2 separate regions of the Sus scrofa genome follow, and region 2 is linked to region 1. The links are chromatin contacts, called in public Hi-C maps. All regions are on one chromosome and are shown on one strand. Each heading gives the region's core, a stretch centred on a gene start, on an enhancer-like site or on the middle of the called end of the contact. The rest is flanking DNA. Distances are from core to core; before and after follow the strand shown.

What was found. Hi-C and Micro-C count contacts between places; a contact is called where the count stands out from the background.
Region 2: a contact with region 1 is called in a Hi-C map of epiblast stem cells, with 2.7 times the contacts expected there. The contact joins the enhancer-like site here to the promoter of DAPK1 in region 1. A contact is called at or near these places in 1 of 5 promoter capture datasets (liver), 12 of 47 Hi-C or Micro-C datasets (alveolar macrophages, brain, embryonic fibroblasts and 8 more) and 1 of 2 datasets of contacts at active chromatin or transcription factors (alveolar macrophages).

The regions. Positions count from the first base shown.
Region 1 is chr10:27,950,529-27,958,292 of Sscrofa11.1, reverse strand. It overlaps DAPK1 (death-associated protein kinase 1), which reads left to right and starts at 3,585. Exons shown (of 26, transcript XM_021064621.1): 1 at 3,585-3,692; 2 at 4,987-5,162. The coding sequence starts at 5,101. It overlaps LOC106507907 (basic proline-rich protein-like), which reads right to left and starts at 4,634. Exons shown (of 2, transcript XM_021064271.1): 1 at 4,089-4,634; 2 at 1-1,212. The coding sequence starts at 4,634. The coding sequence ends at 1,084.
Region 2 is chr10:28,087,162-28,094,925 of Sscrofa11.1, reverse strand. No RefSeq gene overlaps it. Among named protein-coding and RNA genes, the nearest start is that of TRNAD-GUC, 130 kb to the left of the region's middle. Within about 2 kb of position 4,160, at least 16 of the 83 cell types and tissues checked have an H3K27ac peak or open chromatin away from gene starts, as enhancers often do. A contact at or near this core is called in epiblast stem cells and omental adipose tissue, where this site is marked.

The DNA.
Region 1 (7,764 bases), core at 2,336-4,835:
GAGCTATGGTGTAGGTCACAGACACAGCTTGGATCCTGTGTTGCTGTGGCTGTGACATGGGCCAGCAGCTGCAGCTCCGATTAATCTCTAGCCTGGAGACTTACACATGCCACGGATACAGCCCTAAAAAGACAAAACAAAAACAAAAACAAAACAAAACAAAACAAAAAACAACAAAAACCCAAAGGTAAACTGAGCTAGTGTGTTTCACTTTGATTTATCTTAGAACATCTTGCCCAAGAAATGGTTAAGCCTCAGACTTCAAACTTGACCCCCCGAAATAAATCTCCAATACAGTCCTCTATGGATTCTCTCTTCTCTCTTCAGAGAATGAAAAATATCAATGGAGAAACTCAATGCACCAAGGTAACCATGGGTCTATGAAAAGGCAGAAGCCTGGGTCCCTGAATGACTATGACTATTACAGAGCCCTTTTTCTGGTCCCTGCAAACATCTGTGCTGAGAGCAAGAAATAAACCATGAATGTGTCAAACTTCCGAGATCTGTGGCATTTTATAGCAACAGTTATTTTACCCTGATTAATGCAGATTTAAAATAATGTCCTAAATTCTCTACTTGAGTCTGTTTTAAATGTTATTACCACGATTATCATAAGCCATAGTCCATAACATCATCAAGTTCTTTTCATGGAAGTCCCTTACAGCTTGAATCTCATAATTTCAGGATTAATAGTTTAGTTATCCTCCATGGAAGAGATGTCTTTCAAAGTTCTTCTTGCTTGGAACATGACAGAAAATGTAATATCAACATTCTGGTGTCTCTTACAATGTACAAGGTCCTGTTTCATGCATTATCTCTATTGAATCTCCCAGCAACTCTGAGGAATACACCGGGTCTATTATCTTCCTCATTTGGCAGGTGGTGGAACTGAGACGAAGAAGGTGTAGTATAAAGTGGAAAAAAACAACTGATTTACAGAGTTGTTTGAAGATTAAGCAAGAGATAATTTCATCTGCCTGGCATGTGGTACACATTGAGTTAGGTTTTCTTATGAGTTATCTATTGCCTCTAATAAACCACCCCAAGATAGTGACTTAAAACAGTACCAATCATTTATGCTACTCACAGAACTTGGGCTGTGAAGACACGAATAGCTGGGGGTGGGGGTGGGGCTGGAACAGCTGGCTTCCTTGGGCTTCTCTCTGTGGTCTCTCCACATGGCAGCCCCAGGGTAACCATGGCAGCTGAAGGCTTCCAGAGTGAGTGGAGAGAGCAAGAGCAAGAGAGTGAGCAAGAGAGAGTTTTAAGCAGGCAGAAGCTCTAACACCTTATGGCCAAACCTTAGAAGGATGTTACACCGCATCACTTGTACAGTTTCTTAGAATCAAGCCACTCATGCCAACTCGTATTCATGGGGAGAATTAGACTCTGCATCTTCATTGAATGTCTGGGCACATTTCCCTCTCTAAAATGCTTGCCTAAATTAGGGCAGATGTGAAACTCAGAGGAAAGGGACCCAGCCAGGGTCATTCACAGCTAGGGTTGAATGGTTCCACCCATACTGGATCCAATTTTGTGACTCCCAAGCCCTGCCTGCACTTTTTTGCTACTGTAGAAGCTCTCCTGTGATCAGCATGTAGAAAAGACATGCTAGGGAGTTCCCGTCGTAGCTCAGTGGTTAACGAATCAACTAGGAACCATGAGGTTGTAGGTTTGATCCCTGGCCTTGCTCAGTGGGTTAAGGATCTCGCGTTGCTGTGGCTCTGGTGTAGGCCAGCGGCTACAGCTCCAATTAGACCCCTGGCCTGTGAACCTCCATATGCTGCGGGAGCAGCCCAAGAAATGGCAAAAAGACCAAAAAAAAAAAAAAAAAAAAAACATGCTAGTCCCCAAACGGAGCCAGTCCTTCTCATTGTCTTGGAAAACACACATTTATTTCACAGGAAAAATATTACCCTTAAAGCAGTCATCCATCAGCATTTTCGAATTTTCCAAGAATCTGTTTCCCTCCAACAGATGTATTCAGTTGCATTTCCCCCAGATGAATCATTTTTTTTTGTTATTATTTTTGACTGCATTTCTCACCTCTTCAGATCCTTTTGTATCAACTCTCAAACGAACCACTTATCAATTTCCCAATTTGGAATCTTGATTCCATCATCATGAACGCATGCCCTTCCTTTGGGCCATTGAATGAACTGTTCTTTAAAGAGGAAGGTCTGACATAAAGCATAAGAGCTGATGGGCATTCCCCGCCCCCTTCAAAAATTTTTGTTGACCTAAAGAGAGTGTAAACCATCTCATTTTAGAAAATCTGGAAATTTGAACCATGACATGGCTCTGAAATCTCAGAGGGTTTACAAAGTTTTAGTAATTCTCAGTTCTCTGAAGGAGCTTTTCAGTTTTAGTGATTCCCCAGCAGTTCCTATGGGAAATATCCTTTCTGTTCCCCCTACTCCAGGGCTTGGTGGAGGCATGGGGTAAGAAGTAGAGTGTATGGAAAGGGGAAAAAAAAAAAAAAAGATAAGAAGGAGTTCCCGTTGTGGCTCCGCAGTTAGCGAACTGGACTAGCATCCATGAGGACATGAGTTCAATCCCTGGCCTCGCTCAGTAGGTTAAGGATCTGGCATTGCCCTGAGCTGTGGTGTAGGTTGAAGGCATGGCTTGGATCCTGCATTGCTGTGGCTCTGGTGGCTATGGTTCTGATTGGACCCCTAGCCTGGGAACCTCCATATGCCATGGGTTCGGCCCTAAATAGACAAAAAAAAAAAAAAAAAAAAGAAGAAGCAGAGAGTATGGATAAGGGTCTCCAGTAGACATGGGGTCTCTGTGTAGAGCAGCACAGCCCACTGAAATAGAACTGCAAACCACACAGGTACTCATATTTTCTAGTATCTGTATTTTAAAAAGGAAAAGGTGAAATTAATTTTGATAATAGCTTTTGTTTAACCCAACACATCCCAAATATTATCATTTGAACATGCATTTAATATAAAAAATATTCAAGTCTTGGAATCCCATGTGTATTTCACCCTTCTTGGACTCTTCATTTGGGACTAACCACATGTCAAGTCATCTGTACTCAATACCATATTGGACAGCACGCATAGACCTTTCATTTCTGCTGCTTCCTTGGGCCTCTGAGACCTAAAACCTTTCTTCTCTGGTTTCATACCTTCTTTTTTATTTTTATTTTTTTCATTTTTTGGCCACCCTGTACATCTGAAGTTCCCAGGCCAGGAGTCAGATCCGAGCCATAGACGTGGCCTTAACTGCAGCCGCTGCAACACTGGATCCTTAACCCGCTGTACCGGCCTATGGGGGAATCGAACCTGCGTTCTTCCCAAGATGCCGCTGATCCAGTTGTGCCAAGGCGGGAACTCCTCATACCTTCTTATAGTTCAAATCCCAGCTCAAAAGCCCTGTCCAGGAGGGGAACGCCACCTAATGTGGCCCACTCCCGCTCTGTCATTCTCTATCTCATTATCCTTCAATTTTGTCTCCATAGAATGGATCTAAAGTGATCTCGTTTATTTGCTTACATATTTATTGTCTGGCTTCGCCACCATAATGCAAGTGTCATGAGGGCAGGGATTTTTTTAAACCTATTACGCTCCCTGCGATTTCCTGGTGCCGAGCACAGTGCCTGGCCCACCCTAGGCGCTCAGGACACATTTGCAGGACATTTCCCTGGAATCCCGCCAAAGGAGGCAGGTCTCGGCGTGTCACAGGTGGGGCGCCCACGGTGCGCGCGGCCGCGATGGCTGCGCTCCCCACGCGGGTGCGGGGTGAGTGGGTGTGTGCGGGGGTGTGCGCGGTAGAGCGCGCCAGCGAGCCCCGAGCGGGGAGGAGCAGCCAGCGCAGCACAGCACCCGCAGCAACGGCCGGGCCGGGCAGCTCGGAGGTGGGTGGGCCGTGTCGCCAGCCCGCCCGCGGGGTCCCCCATTGGCCGCCTGCCGGCCGCCCTCCGCCCGGAAGGCGGCGAGGAGCCGAGGGCTGCTCTGCAGCTGGAGCGGGAGAGCTCAGCCGAGCCGACGCCGGGCGGACGCGCGCGGGATCAGCGTCCTCACTTGCTGCCTCCCTGCGCTCCCGCCGCCGCCCCGCTCGCTCCCGGCGCTGGCGCCTACCGTTGGCCTCGGACAGCGCTCCGGAGGGACCCGGGCAGCTCCCGGGCGCCCGGGTGAGTGGCCGCGCGCGGCTCTCCGGCTCCTCCCGGGCCCCGCCGCCTGCTTTTGCTTTCGCGGCCGCGGCGCGGCGGGGTTTGCCCCGGCAGCCGCCTGGACCACCGGGAAGGCCGAGGCGGGGTAAACTTGACTGCGGGGAGAAGTGGGATCACAGTCGGGAGGGGCCCCCGGCCTCGTGGGGCGGGTGGAAACAGGTGGCGCGGGCCGGGCGCTTTGTGTCGAGGCGCGGGGACCGGGAGCGGGCGGCCGCGCCTCCCTCGGCCGCTCCCTTCCCTCCCTTGCTCCCCCGGGCGGCCGCAAGCCGGGTCGGCCGGGTAACGGAGCGGGAGTCGCCAGGAATGTGCCTCTGGGGACTGCGTGACTCGAGGGAGGAGAGAAGGTGGCCGGGGAGGTGCGGGAGCCGAGAGGTGGCGCGGGGGCTGCACCGCCGCTGCAGGCAGGAGAGGGATGCTTCCAGCGAGCAGTGTTCCGCCCGGGTGAGGGCTTCATTCTTCCGCGGCGCCCCTGGAGGTGGGGAGCTGGGTGGGCGTGTGTGTGCAGAGAAAGAGGAGGCGGGGAGGCCAGCCACTTCCGGAGCCGATTTTGATCCTAGCCCAGCGCCTTGCTTTCGGGGAAGCGGACCTTGGGGTGCGGTTGTGCTCGGCCCCACGCGTGCGCGGGCGATGCGGGGCTGGGGGCGTCCCTGGCTTGGGTTTAACAAAGAGTGCTCCTCTCCACCCGGAGGGGAGGGGCAGCTCCGGAGAGGTGGTCTTCAGCAAGTGGGTCTTAGCCCTGGGGAGAGGTACTTCCTTTGGGAGTTGTCATTTTGTTATTCTTATTACCTTTTTTTTTTTTTTTAAAGGACGGGACTCTCATGCATGAGGGGCCCACGGAGGCGCAGGAGCAGGAGCGGTGGTGATGGTTTGGGAAGCGGAGCTGAAGTGCGCTGGGCTTTGGTGAGGCGTGACAGTTTATCATGACGGTGTTCAGGCAGGAAAACGTGGACGATTACTACGACACCGGCGAGGAACTTGGCAGGTACTGGGGGTGCCGGAAGCGCACGCTTCTGGGTTGTGCGAATGCATGTTATTGCAAGCAGTGGGCGGTAAACAAATGCAGTTTGAAATCAGGCGTCTCCCTTGCCCTTCCAGGAGACACGCAAATTATAGAGAAAAGAGTTACTAACCCAGTGACGACCAGGGACCAGAAATAAACGACCTAATCCTGGGGGCTGGGGGGTGGAGGGGCGATTTCAGTGTTAGATTATGACACAGGGTGTATGGATCAAGACTCCTGGACAAGAGATTTAATTGTCTGCAGTAACTCTTGTCAGCCGTGGTCCTTCTGCCAGAATAAGGCAGAAGCTGAGATATAATTGCGGCTGGAGTTCGCTCTTATGTGTGATTTAGACGAAGTACAAACTGATTAATAGGCTTATTTTTAAAAGCTTAAGACTTGCCCTTTTTCTGAGTTTTCAAGAGTGATATGCACAAGTATAGGTAGGTCACACATGGAGACTTGTCAGATGTTGAATTGGATTTTGAAACTTCCTTGAACCATGAATTTAATTACGTGGTTGGTCTCAGTGGTTGCTCTGGTTTCATTCGCAACGTTAAATTTTTAACAAATCCCTGATTGAGAGTCTAATATGGCTATCTGGATTCAGAGCATACTTCCAGTGCTGTGGGAGGGAGCTGTGATTCTGAATGTGAAGCCTTTCAGTTCCAGGTGAACAAAGAAGGATTTCATTGGGGGCCTCCAAGGGCTGGATGGGTTTCCCTTTCACCAGGGATTTGACAGGGTAGGTAGTGCCCTGGTCTAACTTTAGCAGAAAAGCCAGATTCCACACCCAAATTTAAATTCAACATTGGGAATTTGACTGCAGCGTATTTATGTTGTGAGTCAAGTAGATAAAAGGATCTTTAAGCAAACAAAAAAGTATGTGTTTATTTCCATGTGTATCAAAATACATCTTTTTTCATAGACCCCTGATGTCCCCTGATTCAGTGCTTCCTTTTTTTCCCATGAAAAGGAAATTCAGAAACACCCACACCCTAGATTACCTAACAAGAATTGTGAAAGTTGATTTTCACTAAAATGATTTTTCAAGTGATAGTTCAGAAAGGAAGTGACTTTTTAAAAGTTGCTGTATCAGAATATTTCTGTCCACATTTAGTATGGACCTGAAGTCATTGGGGGCTCATGCCTAAGAGGAGCTAACTGTATGTTGGGGATTTACTGAGTGACTAAATGAAGGGAGCTCTCAAAAGTCATATTTTGGTTGTACAACTATAAATATAATAAAATTCATTGAATTATTTTTAAAAAGTCATGTTTCCTGGATATGTTTAAGGTTATGGTTTAAGGGCATGTGGTTGAAATACTTTGTTTACCTAGAATGAAGTCACTTTATTCCTGCGTGGTTTTCCTTTGGTAGCAAGGGAAAAAGGTGAAAAAAATATATTTTAATTCTGTTTGTGTAGTGTGGCCTGATTATATAAATTCTCTCCTAAAGAAGGATGATTCAAAGTAGGTGAGATGATTGCTTTATAGATTAAATATGTTGACCTTATTTTCGTGAAAATCTTTTGGTAGAATTATGTGTTATGAGAAGAGAAAAAAAATGAGGCCTCCCTGTGGCTAGTGAGGGAGTTTGTGATCTTTATTTCGTGGGTGTGATGACAGGCCCTCTGCCTCTTCGATGACAAGTGGTTGGCTCATTTGTCACTAGTATTTTGCTTTGATTTTGGCTTGTTCTACGTTTCTGTGTATAATTTTGCCCCGACTGTGCAAGACTAATTGACAGATTGTTTATTGAATACTTTATTGTAGGTGACCTGTGAGTTTGAAAGAAGTGCTCTGAAAAACTGGGAGGTGGAGATTTTTAAAAATAAAGAATGCATGCTGTCTGTTTGATCTTTTGTTTAGAAATGCAGTAATGGGTGGGGTTTTTTTTTTTCCTCCTCAAGTCGTATGCATTTTATGTCTGCTGGGAATTACCTCCTTCCTGAAAACAAATCCTGACATGAGATAGACATAATAGGAAAGATGCTGCTCTCTGTGTCACTGAGACAAGATGGGATGTGGAGGCAGGAGCTTAGTGGCAGAAAACAGAAATTGGCAGATATTTAACACAAAAGTGAGGTTGTTCTAAGCAGTGAGTTATAAACTATTCAACATCTGGGATGTAAGACTTTCCCTATCAGAGTTCCTGTTATGGCTCAGTGGCAAAGGAATCTGACTAGTATCCATGAGGATGCAGGTTCCATCCCTGGCCTTGCTCAGTGGGTTAAGGATCTGGCCTTGCTGTGAGCTGTGGTGTAGGTCGCAGACGTGGCTCGGATCCGTGTTGCTCTGGCTGTGGTGTAGGTGGCTATGGCTCCCATTGGACCCCTAGTCTGGGAATCTCCACATGCCATGAATGCAGCCCTAAAAAGACCAAAACAAAAAAGAAGACTTTCCCTACCTATCTTTGGCGGCAATCTAAATAACAGCTACTCGCTTACCTTGTAAATGTACTGAGTCAAAGTCCGTAGCTACAGGAGGGGAAGGTGGGTTTTTCAACAGGTAGGAAATAGCATTATGATTGCTACTGCTGTTACTTTACTTTTAGAAAAACAGAGAGTATGTATGTACGGGG
Region 2 (7,764 bases), core at 2,911-5,410, 140 kb before region 1:
GGGTTGCCGTGAGCTCTGGTGTAGGTTGCAAACGAAACTCAGATCTGGTGTTGCTGTGGCTGTGGCGTAGGCCAGCACCTGCAGCTCTGATTCGACCCTTACTCTGGGACCTTCCATATGCTACAGGTGTGACCCTAAAAAGAGAAAAGAAAGAAAGGAGTTCCCGTCGTGGTGCAGTGGTTAACGAATCCGACTAGGAACCATGAGGTTGCAAGTTTGATCCCTGGCCGTGCTCAGTGGGTTAAGGATCTGGCGTTGCCCTGAGCTGTGGTGTAGGTTGCAGAAGTGGCTCAGATCCCACACTGCTGTGGCTCCAGCGGTGTAGGCCGGCGACTACAGCTCCGATTAGACCCCTAGCCAGGGAACCTCCATATGCCGTGGGAAGCGGCCCTAGAAAAAAGCAAAAAGACAAAAAAAAAAAAAAAGAAAGAAAAGAAAGAAAGAAAAATTAATAGATAAATAAGAGAGGAGAGGAGGATGTTGTATTAAGCCAAACATAAAAATGTTTATTCTGCCTGACAGTGGTTCTCAGAAGCATCTGAGTAGTCCCCCCCACAAAAGCATCAGCCTCACTGGGGACTTGTGAAAATGCAAATGAGGATACAATCAAAACTGTTTGGATTTACCAATCAAGAAAGAGAGGGATAAATAGGTTACATTTATTTCCATTGGCCACCGCCAGAAGATCTGACACCAGAATCTGTCGTCTCTGGGGTGGTGCTGAGTTTTTGGGGAGTGAGCAGAGAGATATTCTCTCTTCTATGTCATCCTGAACTGTTTGAACATTTATAGCATGTTAATCTGTGCTTTTTCTTTTTTTCTAGCCACACCCACGGCACATGGAAGTTCCTGGGCCAGGGATCAAATCACACCACAGCAACAACCCGAGCCACTGCAGTGGCCATATCAGATCCTTAACCCACGGCACCACAAGGGAACTCCCTGTGCTGTTTGTTTAAAGACACTAAAACAAAAACAAAACAAAACAAAAACTTTCAAGTTTCCCTAGGGAATAAAAATTGAAGAACTCCAAGGGTGCTGTATTACAAGATACCTTGAAAGTTTGAAATTCAATTTATATCCCCTAGGGAACCATGAAGGTTTTCGTTTTGCTTTGTTTTGTCTTTTTAGGGACACACCCCTGGCATATGGAAGTTCCCAGACTAGGGATCTAATCAGAGCTGTAGCTACCAGTCTATACCACAGCCACAGCAACTCAGGATCCAAGCCAAGTCTGCGATCTACACACCACAGCTCGCAGCAACACTGGATCCTCAGTGCACTGAGCGAGACCAGAGATCGAACCCGAGTCCTCATGGATACTAGTTGGGTTTGTTGCCGCTGATCCACGATGGGAACTCCACCTTGAAGGTTTTTAAAAGGAATAAATAATAAAGGTGGTTTTGTTTAGAGGGCTAACACTGCTTTGGTGTAGGGACTGGATTGGCAAGAAAACCCACCGTCTATACCTAACTCACCTCTTTGTGATGGTAAATCGGGTCCCAATTAAAATGCACCAGCTTCTCCTATCTTGTTGCTTCTACCTCCACCTAAGGAGATTGTTAATGTAAAATCAAATAGCAACCAGTCTGAGTTTGGTCAAATCAGGAAAGAAACATTAAGAAGACATAATATAGATGCTGCATCTTGCTTTCCAAGTTTTTCCTCAAACTACGAGATTTTGCGTTTTTAGAACTAATGACAATGAAATGAAGGCAATAGTTTATTGAAGGATATTGATGTGCTTTTCTGGTTTCATTTCTTCCCCCATTCTGCCAGAAACATCCATTTGCCTCTACAAGGAACTGGAATAATTATATCAAAAATGCACACACACAAAAAAGTTAATGTTCAGCTTTGACTACAAAAATTGTACTTTTGAGTGCCTACAAATATGACAGTTTTGACAATTCTGTAAGTGTCTAAGTCACGCTTGCCAAAATTGATTCTACAGCTTTGCTATAAGTCATAGGATAAAGAAGGCAAGTTGTACAAGACAACCCACAGAATGGGAGAAAATCTTTGCAAACAAAGCAACCAACAAGGGATTAATCTCCAAAATATACAAACATCTCAAAAAAAAAAAAAAAAGCCCAATCAAAAAAAAAATGCGCACAAGGAGTTCCCGTCATGGCGCAGCGGAAACGAATCCAACTAGGAACCATGAGGCTGCAGGTTTGATCCCTGGCCTCGCTCACTGGGTTAAGGATCTGGCATTGCTGTGGCTGTGGTGTAGGCTGGTAGCTGTAGCTCTGATTCAACCCCTAGCTTGGTAACCTCCATATGTTGTGGATGCAGCTCTAAAAAGAAAAAAAAAAAAAAAAAAAAGGGCAGATCTAAATAGACATTTATCCAAAGAGGACAGACAGATGACCAATAGGCACATGAAAAGATTTTTAACATCACCAACTATTAGAGAAATGCAAGTCAAAACCACAATGAGGTGCCACCTTATACCAGTCAGAATGCTATCATCAAAAAGCCTACAAACAATAAATGCCGGAGAGGGTGTGAAGAAAAGGGGACCCTCCTACACCACTGGTGGGAATGTAAGTTGGTGCAACTATTATGGAAAACAGAATGGAGGTTCTTTACAAAACTAAATATATATCTACCATATGATCCAACAATCCCACTCTTGGGTATATATCTGGAGAAAACCATGATTTGAAAAGGTACACAGACCCCAAACTATATAGGCTTCATATATTTCACAGTGGTGCACAATTTCCATATTCACCACAATTAGTATTTCCTATTATAATATATTTTCTTAAATATTTCTCTAATAGAAACTAAGTGATCATTATATTTAGATTTCATCACCAAGAAGTTACATGGACAATGTATTAACATGAATCCATTCTTGACCGCCATACGTAGTGTAAATGTAGGTGTCGTCCACAAGGTGGCGCTAGAAACAACGAAATACAGCCTGCAGAACAGCCCGGCCAGTGGAAGGGGGTTGAGATGTTTTGTTTTCCCATTTATGAGCAATTAATTGAGTAGGAGAAAAAAAGACAAATTAAACGTTGTGCTAACAAACTGACCTGTGTCTTCAGTGTTCGTTTTCATCAAATGGAGCAGAAACTCCAAATCACATGGGCAGCAACAGAGCACTCCTCAGCTGTTTCAGAATCAAGGAATCTTGCATGACTTCAGAGGATTTCTGCCTTTTGGGGGGCCAGGGAGACACAAAGAAATAGCTTTTTATTTAAGACAGAAGCAAGACAGTGAAGCACACCCCAAAGAGGAGTGCAGGTGCGGATGGTCCTTCTGAATGAGGAGCGCCTTCTGCCAATTTTTTAAACATCAAAAATGAATGTATCAGTAAAGCAAAAGGCCCTGAAAGACTAGCGATTGTGCAGATGGGGTTAAAAAAAAAAAAAAAAAAAAACAGACTTCAGCCATCACGAAATTCCAGATTGCCAGATTTCTTGATTGTGGCTTTTAATCAAACCCCAGCCAGCTGCCTGTATTTAACGTTAATTGTTAAGCTCTAAGTCTCAGCCAATCATCTTACTCCTGAGCTGGCAGTGTAACAACAACAACACAAATATGAAACTCTCTCCCTGACCCAGTTTAGTGGGAGGGGGGAAAAAAAATAGAAGAGGAAGAGGACGAATCTACTCTCGGATTTGGTCAGCCTTCCAGGAAGAACACATCTCTAGATTTCTAAAGCGAAACAACATCGGTGCCTGGAAACTGATTTAGCACCTTCGTGATAAACAAATAGCATGTTTATAACCCAGCCTTCCCCTCTCTGTCCTTCCTCCACAACCTAAAAGCAGGGTTAGTACTTCAAAGAGACAATGTTTTGCTTGTGGCCCTGAGGAGGCTTCTTTCTTTGTTTTATTTTTGCTTGCAGTAAAGCCAGACCCCTTAACCCACTGAGTGAGGCCAGGGATGGAACTCAAATCCTCATGGATACCAGTCAGGTTCTTAACCCACTGAGCTGCAGTGGGAACTCCCCTTCTTTCTTAGCTTGTCCTCTGCTCCCTTCCCTCTTTCACTACCCCCACCCCCCACCTTGGGCTAAAGACTCAGTCTCTGCAGATAATTTCTCTGTTCTTGCCCTTTGTGAGATTTGGAGAGAATCTCTCTCCTCTGAGCTTGCTCACCGCTCCAGACAGCCTCCTGTCCTACTTGTCCTCTGGGAATGGATACCTTAGCTGCCTTCCTGGACCTGGTATGTGAAGAATGCAGCTGCGTTTGAGTGAATGGAGATTTCTCAGCCTAGAGAAACAATCCCTCTGTCTCTCCCTCCATCTCTCTTTCACATCACAAATAATGGACAAGATGGAAGTCTTGCTGACAGTGTCGAAAAAAATCAGCCCTCTTTTAGAGTCAGCCCCAGCACAGACCTGGAAAGTGGAGCATCCTGCTCCCGGGCCCACAGAAAACCTCCCACAAGCAATTTGACTTTGAACCTGACCTTGAGATCTGGCACAATCCATCTGGATTGGTCACGGGGTAGAGCAACAAGTTTCCTTCTCTGCCTAGTCATTTACATATAGACGACAGCTAATATTCAAATGAGGGTAAGCCGACCCATAGTTGATTGAATTAAATCTTTTCTCCAGCTTGATTTGCATAACTTGCAATAATCAGAATGGAGATCGAAAGCATAGTTAGAAGGAGAAAATATATACTTGCAGCTATTCGGGATGGGGTAGAGTTGAACGAAGCTTGTAGATTCTGATATTACCGAAAGCACAACTGTCCTCAGTTAACTTTAATTTTAAAAATATTAGGAAATGTAGGAGTTCCCGATGTGGCTCAGCAGAAATGAATCTGACTAGTAACCAGGGGGATGCGGCTTCAATCCCTGGCCTTGCTCAGTGGGTTAAGGATCCCGCATTGCCGTGAGCTCTGGTGTAGGTCACAGACATGGATCGGATCCCTCATTGCTGTGGCTGTGGTGTAGGCCGACAGCTGCAGCTCCAGTTCCACTCTTGCCCTGCCAACATCCATATGCTGAGGGTGCAGCCCTAAAAAGTAAAAAAAGAAAATTTAAGAGAGCAATGTTGAGCTAGTCATCCAAAATTTCGCTCACATGATTTTACAGGCCCATCAGAAGCAGTCTCTCCACACCTTGTTCTATCTTAGCCTTGAGGAAGAAAATAATTCAGGAGTTCCCATCGTGGCGCAGTGGTTAACCATCCGACTAGGAACCATGAGGTTGAGGGTTCGATCCCTGGCCTCACTCAGTGGGTTAAGGATCTGGCATGGCCGTGAGCTGTGGTGTAGGTCACAGATGTGGCTTGGATCCCCCATTGCTGTGGCTCTGGCGTAGGCCAGCAGCTACAGCTCCAATTGGACCCCTAGCCTGGGAACCTCCATGGGTGTGGCCCTAGAAAAAGACAAAAAAAAAAAAAAAAAAAAATTCAGCCAGTATTTTCTTTATTTTTATGACAAAAATTTACTCCAAGAGCTTCTCCATTGTTGCCCCAAACTCCAGTTTTCTTTCTTTATGGTTCACGAATGACACCCCCACGTCCGGCCCCCTCACCCCCAGTACCTTCCTAAAAGAACAAAGCCTGAATGAAAAAACCCCATGCACCCTGCAAAAATAGGAGATCCGGCTGTGAAGCAAAGTACTTTTAGAGCCGGCACATACATTCCTTAATTTTCTTAATTTCACCTTCCTTTGCCGTTCCCATCACCTGTGGTCCCAGAGAAGAAGGGCAACAGCACCAGGCAGGGCAGCCATGACTCAGATCCCACCCCACGCCCGCCTCCTTACTTCATATCCATTTTTCTTTTTCTCTTTTTTTCTTGTTTTTTCTTTTTAAGGCTTCATATGGAAGTTTTCAGGCTAGTGGTCGCACTGGAGCTGCAATTGCTGGCCTCCACCACAGCCACAGCCACACCAGATCCGAGCCATGTCTGCGACCTGCACCACCGTTCACAGCAACACCAGATCCTTAACCCACTGATCTGGGCCAGGGATCAAACCAGCATCCTAATGGGTACTAGTCAGATTCTTTTTTTTTTTTTTTTTTTTTTTTTTTTGGTCTTTTTAGGGCCACACCCATGGCACATGGAGTTCCACAGTTTGGGGTTGAATCATTGCTGTACCTGCCCATCACAGCCACAGCCATAGCAACTCGGGATTCCAGCTGTGTCTGCAACCTCCACCACAGCCACAGCAATGCCGGATGCTTAACCCACTGAACAAGACCAGAGTTCGAACCTGCATCCTCATGGATTCTAGTCGGACTCATTTCCGCTGAACCATGATGGGAACTCCTACTGGTCAGATTCTTAACCCACTGAGCCACAATGGGAACTCCAAAAATCAATACATTTTTAAAAAGAAATAAACAAAAGTCAAGGAGTTCCCTGGTGGCCTAGTGGTTAAGGATCTGGTGTTGTCCTTGCTGTGACTCAGGTCACTGCTGTGGCACAGGTTTGATCCCTGGCCAGGGAACTTCTACATGCCTCAGTGAGGCCAAAAATAAACTAAAATACACAAAATTAATACTACTAATAATAGAAATCAAGGAGATCCCATCATGGCTCAGCAGAAACAAATCTGACTTGTAATCATGAGGACGCAGGTTCAATCCCTGGCCTCACTCAGTGGGTTACGGATCCGGCGTTGCCATGAGCTGTGGTGTAGGTGGCAGACACGGCTCAGGTCCTGCATCACTGTGGCTATGGTGTAGACCAGCAGCTGCAGCTCTGATTCAACCCCTAGCCTGGGAACCTCCATATGCTGCAGGTGCAGCCCTAAAAAAAAAAAAAAAAAAAAAAAAAAAAAGGAAAAAAAAATAATAGAAGTCAAGATTTTGGAGTTTCATGGTAGACAAGGATTTGATCCCCACATATGTTACAGCATCATGTTATTCCCTCACAATAAGCCAGGTACAGCGATTATTGTGATCAGCCGTCAGCATGGTGAAGGAGATGGGTAAGAATATTCTTCCCTTTTTACAGATGAGAACACTGAGGCTCAGTGAGGTAAAGTAACTTGCCCCAAACTCGCCACTAGAAGGGAAGAGCCTGCGATTCAAACCCATGCCAGCTAATTGCAGAACCACCTCCCACCTTCCCACCCCACCCTCCCCCACCCCCACAGCCCCACCCCCCATCCAACCCCCCCACCCCACCCCACCCCCACCATGGTCCTGCTGTCTTCCTGGAGACAGTTGAGTAATTATTCTGGATATTTAAAGATTGTTTATCAGGCAAGATGGAACCACGGTTCAGAAATGCCTGTTTATACCTCAACATTGGGTCCATATTGCTAAGCCTTTCTTTGATTTATCTCAGGTCATCTTCCAAAAGCTAAAGTCAGGGTCAGATGATTTTCCCTCAGGGAACTCCTGGAAAGCTCTATTTTCTCCCTCTGCTGGAAATTCCTGGGAACTTGACAGGAAAATCCCGAGCATCTTAGAACAAATCAAGAAATTGAAAGGAGGACCAAGAGCCACTCTAAGATGGGGGCAAGGGAGCTCTGGTGTTGCTCAAGAGGAGGGCTGAGTCCTATTCTTTTAACGCTCTAAGAAAACCAGACTCGTTGGCGTTCCCATTGTGGTGCGGCGGAAATGAATCCGACTAGGAACCATGAGGTTGTGGGTTCAATCCCTGGCCTCGCTCAGTGGGTTAAGGATCCGGCGCTGCCATGAGCTGTGGTGTAAGTCACAGAGGCGGCTCAGATCCTGCATTGCTGTGGCTGTGGTGTAGGCCAGTGCTGCAGTTCCAATTCGACCCCTAGCCTGGAAACTTCCATACACCACAGGGGTGGCCCTACAAAGA